Regions from separate parts of the Gasterosteus aculeatus genome. Here region 1 is linked to region 2. The links are chromatin contacts, called in public Hi-C maps. All regions are on one chromosome and are shown on one strand. Each heading gives the region's core, a stretch centred on a gene start, on an enhancer-like site or on the middle of the called end of the contact. The rest is flanking DNA. Distances are from core to core; before and after follow the strand shown.

Evidence for each region. Hi-C and Micro-C count contacts between places; a contact is called where the count stands out from the background.
Region 1: a Hi-C map of skeletal muscle shows a contact between it and region 2, with 2.2 times the contacts expected there. The contact joins the promoter of nova2 here to the enhancer-like site in region 2. A contact is called at or near these places in 2 of 6 Hi-C or Micro-C datasets (both in skeletal muscle).

Annotation. Positions count from the first base shown.
Region 1 is chr1:17,291,932-17,294,713 of fGasAcu3.hap1.1, forward strand. It overlaps nova2 (NOVA alternative splicing regulator 2), which reads right to left and starts at 1,293. Exons shown (of 4, transcript XM_078080237.1): 1 at 1,170-1,293. The coding sequence starts at 1,191.
Region 2 is chr1:17,233,287-17,235,986 of fGasAcu3.hap1.1, forward strand. nova2 (NOVA alternative splicing regulator 2) reads right to left here. Exons shown (of 4, transcript XM_078080237.1): 4 at 465-2,700. The coding sequence ends at 2,342. Among protein-coding and RNA genes, the nearest start is that of LOC144388762, 39 kb to the left of the region's middle. Within about 2 kb of position 1,450, at least 1 of the 9 cell types and tissues checked has open chromatin away from gene starts, as enhancers often do.

The sequences.
Region 1 (2,782 bases), core at 43-2,542, 58 kb after region 2:
TGTGTGTAAAAGTGCGACTTGTCTGTGTGTTGAAGTGCGTGTGCGGGCGGCGGGCAGGCAGGGGCAACCCGTGAAACCATCTTATAAAAAGTGAATTGTCTATTTTGTGTGTTTGTTTTTTTTGTTCATGAGACGAAGCTATGATATAGTTAAAATACATTTGTTTGTGAAATGCTGATGAAATGAACATACATCACAACAGTGGTCTTTAACATTCTGCACTCTTTACTGTAAAAACACAACAAAGTAAATAACATGTAGACGAGTCTCCTCTGGGTCCATCAAATAAACATCAGCTCAAATCAAACATTAAAACCCGCTCATGCGAACCAAAACCATTGGCCTCGAAAAGTATACAGAAGTCTAATGGAAGCACAATAAAGAGAAGAGAGTCTCCGCTCAAACACACACACAACACCCACTCACATCACCCTAAAGAAGCCTCCAAACTTTTTGATTGCCACATTTCCCACGTCCCGCGAAGGGGTCGTGAGGGAGAGAGAGAGAGAGAGCGCGAGCGAAAGTGGAGGGAGAGTGGGGGCGCCTTCAGTCGCGACACGATTGGCCGAGTGTGCGTTTCTCCGGCTGAACGACAGGGACACAGATACACAGAGAGGATGCGGCGGTGGGTCCTTTATTTATTTATCTTTGTTTATTTGACTCCGCTACAGTCGCGGCAAAAGCAATTGCGGTTGAAGGGTGGGGGCCCGCGAGGCCCCTCTGCGGCGGTTTGGAGGTCTGCGAGCCGGCCGGAGGAGCCTCCAAGTCACCTGCACATCAGCTCGCCCACATTTTTATTTGTGTTCTTTTTCTCTTCCTGGCTTTAGTTTTACACTGAAAATCAACATGTGAAATAAACTGGTGACGTTTAACGATTGGTTTTTTTTTTCATGGAGTTGAAAATTAGCAGCTTAAAAAAAAAATACTACATGACCCTTAGGCCGGCCGTGACTGCAGGCCTGCTCATCCTCTACACCCCCCCCCCCCCCACCCCCTCCCCTCCCCCGTCCAACCCCCCTCCCACAAAAGAACATGTTTGGTTGTGCATTAGCACCCTGCAGTTCTGACACTGAAGGAAAAGGAGAAGGAAAAAAAAAGAGCCCTTTATGAGGACGCACGAAAGCCTCTTTGAGCGGCTCACCTGTCCCCTCGGCTGCTGCGTGACCCACCTGTGTGCGCTGTGCCTGACATCTCTGCGTTCAGCTCCGCCCGGATGTGAAGAGGGATCCTCCAGCACTGTGCGAGCTGTCTGAGAGAGAGCTATGCCCTCCTCAGTCTCCCTCTCTCTCTCCCATTCTCTCTCTCTCTTTCTCACACACACAGACTCGCGCGCTCTGAGAGGCACACGCAAATACCTCTCTCTCCCTCTCTCCCTCTCCCTCTCCCTCCCTCTCTCTCTCTCTCCCTCTGTCCAGTGGCGTATACAGATGCGGTGCGCCCTCGTCGCCTCCTGTGGATCGTCGTCAAGGTGACATTGTGCTGCCTGCATGTGCACACACACACACACACACACACACACACACACACACGCACACACAGAGCAGCTCTTCTCACACTATTTCACATCGCCATGAGAAAATGCACCGGTGAGCCAGTCGTCTCCCTGCTCTGGAAATACGTGGCAAATGGGAGGCAGATGAATCCCAGGGCAGCAGTCAGAGACAGATTGTGCACCACAAATAGCCGAGTATACTCAAGGGTAGGACAAAAGGCCTGCGCCGGATCCGTAATGGTGCGAGCCACACGCTGCCCGGCCTGCGGAGTGCTGAGCGCACTTCGTTATACGTGTATGTAAAGTAACTTAAACAGTTTGGAGCAGGAGCAAAGAAAATGGTCGAGAGGCCCCCGTTGTGAGGCTCCCGACACCATCAGGGTGTCCAGTCTGAGCCGGTGCTGCAACATATGGAAAAACTGAAGCAGTCCAACAAGCAGTAAAGCGCGCAGACCAGCAGCATTCTTGAGTTTTTATTGGGCTGTGGCTCCATGAGCACATGTTAGGGAGATGGTTTCCAGAGAGTTTTTTAGTTCTGCAAGCTCCTGTCTGGCTTCGGACGTTGACCCCCAAAACCCTTTCGAGCAGTCGCCGAACGTTATTCTGAACCCCGCAATTTGAAAAATAAAGCCAATTCGCAGCAATGACTTTTGTCACCCCCAAACACATAGTCATAAGGAGCAAGTCATAAGGAGCAAGTCATCTGAGCGCAAAAGCTTCGATTCAGCCAACAGTACTCTCATGGAATCATGTAAGGAAAAGAGGATGTTTCTTTTCCATTCGTTGGCTCCTCTGTTTGAGATTCCCAACTGAGACTGAAAAAATGTTCGGTAGTGAATCAAAAGCCCAATGTGAAGAAGAGGCCGAGAAGCGAGCCAGCTGGAGCTTCATACCCCACAAAGCTGAAGCTCTTATAAAGTGAGTTCTCTCTCAGAACAACGTCATCCTCATCTCACACCTGTTTTCCTGCAGGGTTCAGTTTGCCGGGTGTTCTTCCACACTGGGTCAAGGCCGATAGCAGCAAAATGGATATTCAGGATGCAAAATCTGCTAGAGCGTTTGCGCACGGCGGTACTCTGCTGAGCCCTGCTGGTGCGACGCTAGAAGAGCAGCACACGGTCTTTTACCCCGTTTATTTCTTTTCTGGTTCATTCCTTTGAATTTCACTCATTTTCTTTGTTAAACAAAAAAGGAGAAAACGTGGCTTGTACGTAAAAGTAAAGGAATTGGCAGTTAAGATTTTCCAAGAAAGAGCTGGATTTCCTGCATGGGAGCGCTGATGGAATCGCG
Region 2 (2,700 bases), core at 200-2,699:
ACCCGACCGCGATGCCGTCTACAGCACACATCCCTGACCTCGTGGGCAGAGAGAACCGCTCCCTCGCTTCACAGTGCATTAAGACAAAAATTCAGTGTACTCCGATTGTAAAAAATCAAATAATCACACGGAACGAAAAAAAAAAAGAAAGATTAAAACAATCAAAAAACAGACAGCATCTTCAGCAGCCTCCTGGGTCTACAGTGGGCAGTGCACCTGTTGCCGTGGGTGGCCTGCTGTTTGCCAGAGGTGGAAAAGAGCTCAACTCCCTGGATGTGTGTTGGAAATCTCACTGTCTGCCCTTCACCTCATCGGCAGTTGGACGGTTGTTTGATATTGGAAAAGATCAGTGAGGCTGTTTATGTCCTTTACTGATATTTATGCAGTCCTAAAATAGCAAATCTACTCGCGAGGTCTGCAGATCGGAGCAGTGGGCCACGCACAAACAACGTCGCGTTTCAGTGTTTCCTTCTCAATGTTTGCATTTATTTTCAGTAGTATAAGTACATTTTGAGTCGTAAGTGGTCTTGCTTTCAGTCTGTGGTTTTGGGCTCATCTAAATGGTTTTGGGGAGCACTACAGGTTTCTGTAACATTAGAAACTAAACTGTAACAGGACAGTTTGCTTACAGGGACGGGAGCTAAGTCAGATGACCCAGATGTTTTAGGGTTAATAAAGCCGTGAATGTAGACGCTGCACTGCAGCTTGTGGTGTAATCAGTTTACGGCCTTTTCCTAATCTAAAGGTTGTACTTCATAATATATCGCAAATTCCCTTTTTTAGCACTAAATATGGCATCATAGTGTTTTGCTTAAGTGTATGTTTGTGGGTTCCCTGTTCTGCTCTTTGACTGGAAATCCTTTACTGTAATGATATTAGAGCCTGGGGTGGCTTACTGGACTTAAATAAGACATATATTACACTATGTAACATTACTATTCATCTTCAATCCACTTAAATTAAAAAAAATATTCAAATCAAAAATAGTCTCATTTACATTCATGTCAACCTGAATTCACAGATAATAAAAAAGAAAAAGAAAGAAAAACAACAACTTAGCGTTTTTTAAAAAGGTGATCTCATTAATAAATAATGACAATGGCGATGATTCCCAATAAATCATGACAATCTTGTTAACATAATTATCACGGCAGACTGCAAAGTAATGCCGTGGATCCCGTGTGATTGCCGCTGCTTGCACAGTATCACTCTCGTCGGTTTCGCACTACGTGAGGTCATCAGCGTGCGCCTCGGCATTCTATCTAAACCACTAGGGCTGTGTAAGGTGTGTGTTTGTGTGTGTGTGTGTGTGTGTGTGTAGGGGGGGGGGGGGGGCGCTACGCACTGTAAGGGCCCCAACGCGCTGCACTGCTTGTGGAATACATCACAGGGTGCACAGGGGGTGGTGTGCCAATGAAGAAACGGCCAGCTGCCCCTCTGTCCCACACCCTTCCCCGATTTCACTCCCCCACTTCCTTCTGAGGGGAGGGTGGAGGAGGTGAGATCATAGACGGGGGAGCTGTTTAAGAGGGGTCGGATTTGAGGAAGTTTCTTCCCTCGCACACCAGGCTTAAGTTTGCAGTCTTGCTCATTATCAAACCCTTGTAAAAGGGGAGCGGGGCGGGGTGAGGGGGGGTTCGTGGGAGAAAAAGAGAGGGCAGGACGGTGGGCCAGTAGTGTGAGATGCTTTGGGAGGGGGGCGGGTAAGGGGCAAATAAAAACTAGAAGAGGAACAAAAACCGGACGGAAGGGGGAGGGGTGTGGGCCGCAGGGGGAGGGAGGGGTTAAGGTTGTTTCCATAAGGGATTTAGGGTTGGGCGTGCGGGGGAGGAGGGTTGTACCCTGTAAATGCGAACCCCCCCCCTGACACCCTTCCTTCCCTCCCCCCGCTTCTTGTAGCCTCTCAGGCTGTCGGCCTGTCTACATGGCATTCAACTTTGTCCACACAATACACAAACGAACGAACAGACAGCTTAATTTACTAATCCAAACAATAAAACCATGAAACAAAACAATAAAAAATCCTGAAAGGTCAAGACGTTAAGTAATAAAACCATATTTACACGTTACACAATTTTTTTCTTGGTTTTTCAGCGTGATAACTCGCTCCTCTCCCTCCTCGTCTTCTCAGCACATTTTTGCTTTGCGTCAAAAATTATTTTTTTTAATAGAGAATACTGAAAACACGCAGAAGAAAACAGCGCGGACGATTCCTTCTGACATTCTTGCTCTCCTCTCCTTTTTCCGTTCTCCCTCTCACTTCTTTTTACACTCCTCCCCCAAGCCCCCACTCTTTTTTTTCTCTCCTCTTTTCCTCCTCGTTTCTCATTGGCTGTCGGGTTTAGCCCACCTTCTGTGGGTTGGTGGCACGTACCCCCTGCTCGTAGGTGATTCGCTGGCTTATCAGGTACTGTGCGGCCTGCGTGGCGGCCTGGGAACCCGTGATGGTCACCTTCCTGTTCCGAGTTCCCGGGATGAACTCGCCTTTCTTGGAGATCTGGATTCTGGCGCCGGTCAGCTCCTGGTACTCCACTAACGTCTTTCCTCCTTTCCCCAAGATGGCTCCAACCAGGTTTTCCGGCACAGCGATCTCGACCACTTCCTTCGCTCCTTCTCCCAGCTTCTCTGTGGCCAGGAGAGATTGCGCCACCAGGGGCGACGCAGCGCTTAAGTAGCCATTGGTGGCCCCCGTTGCTGCGG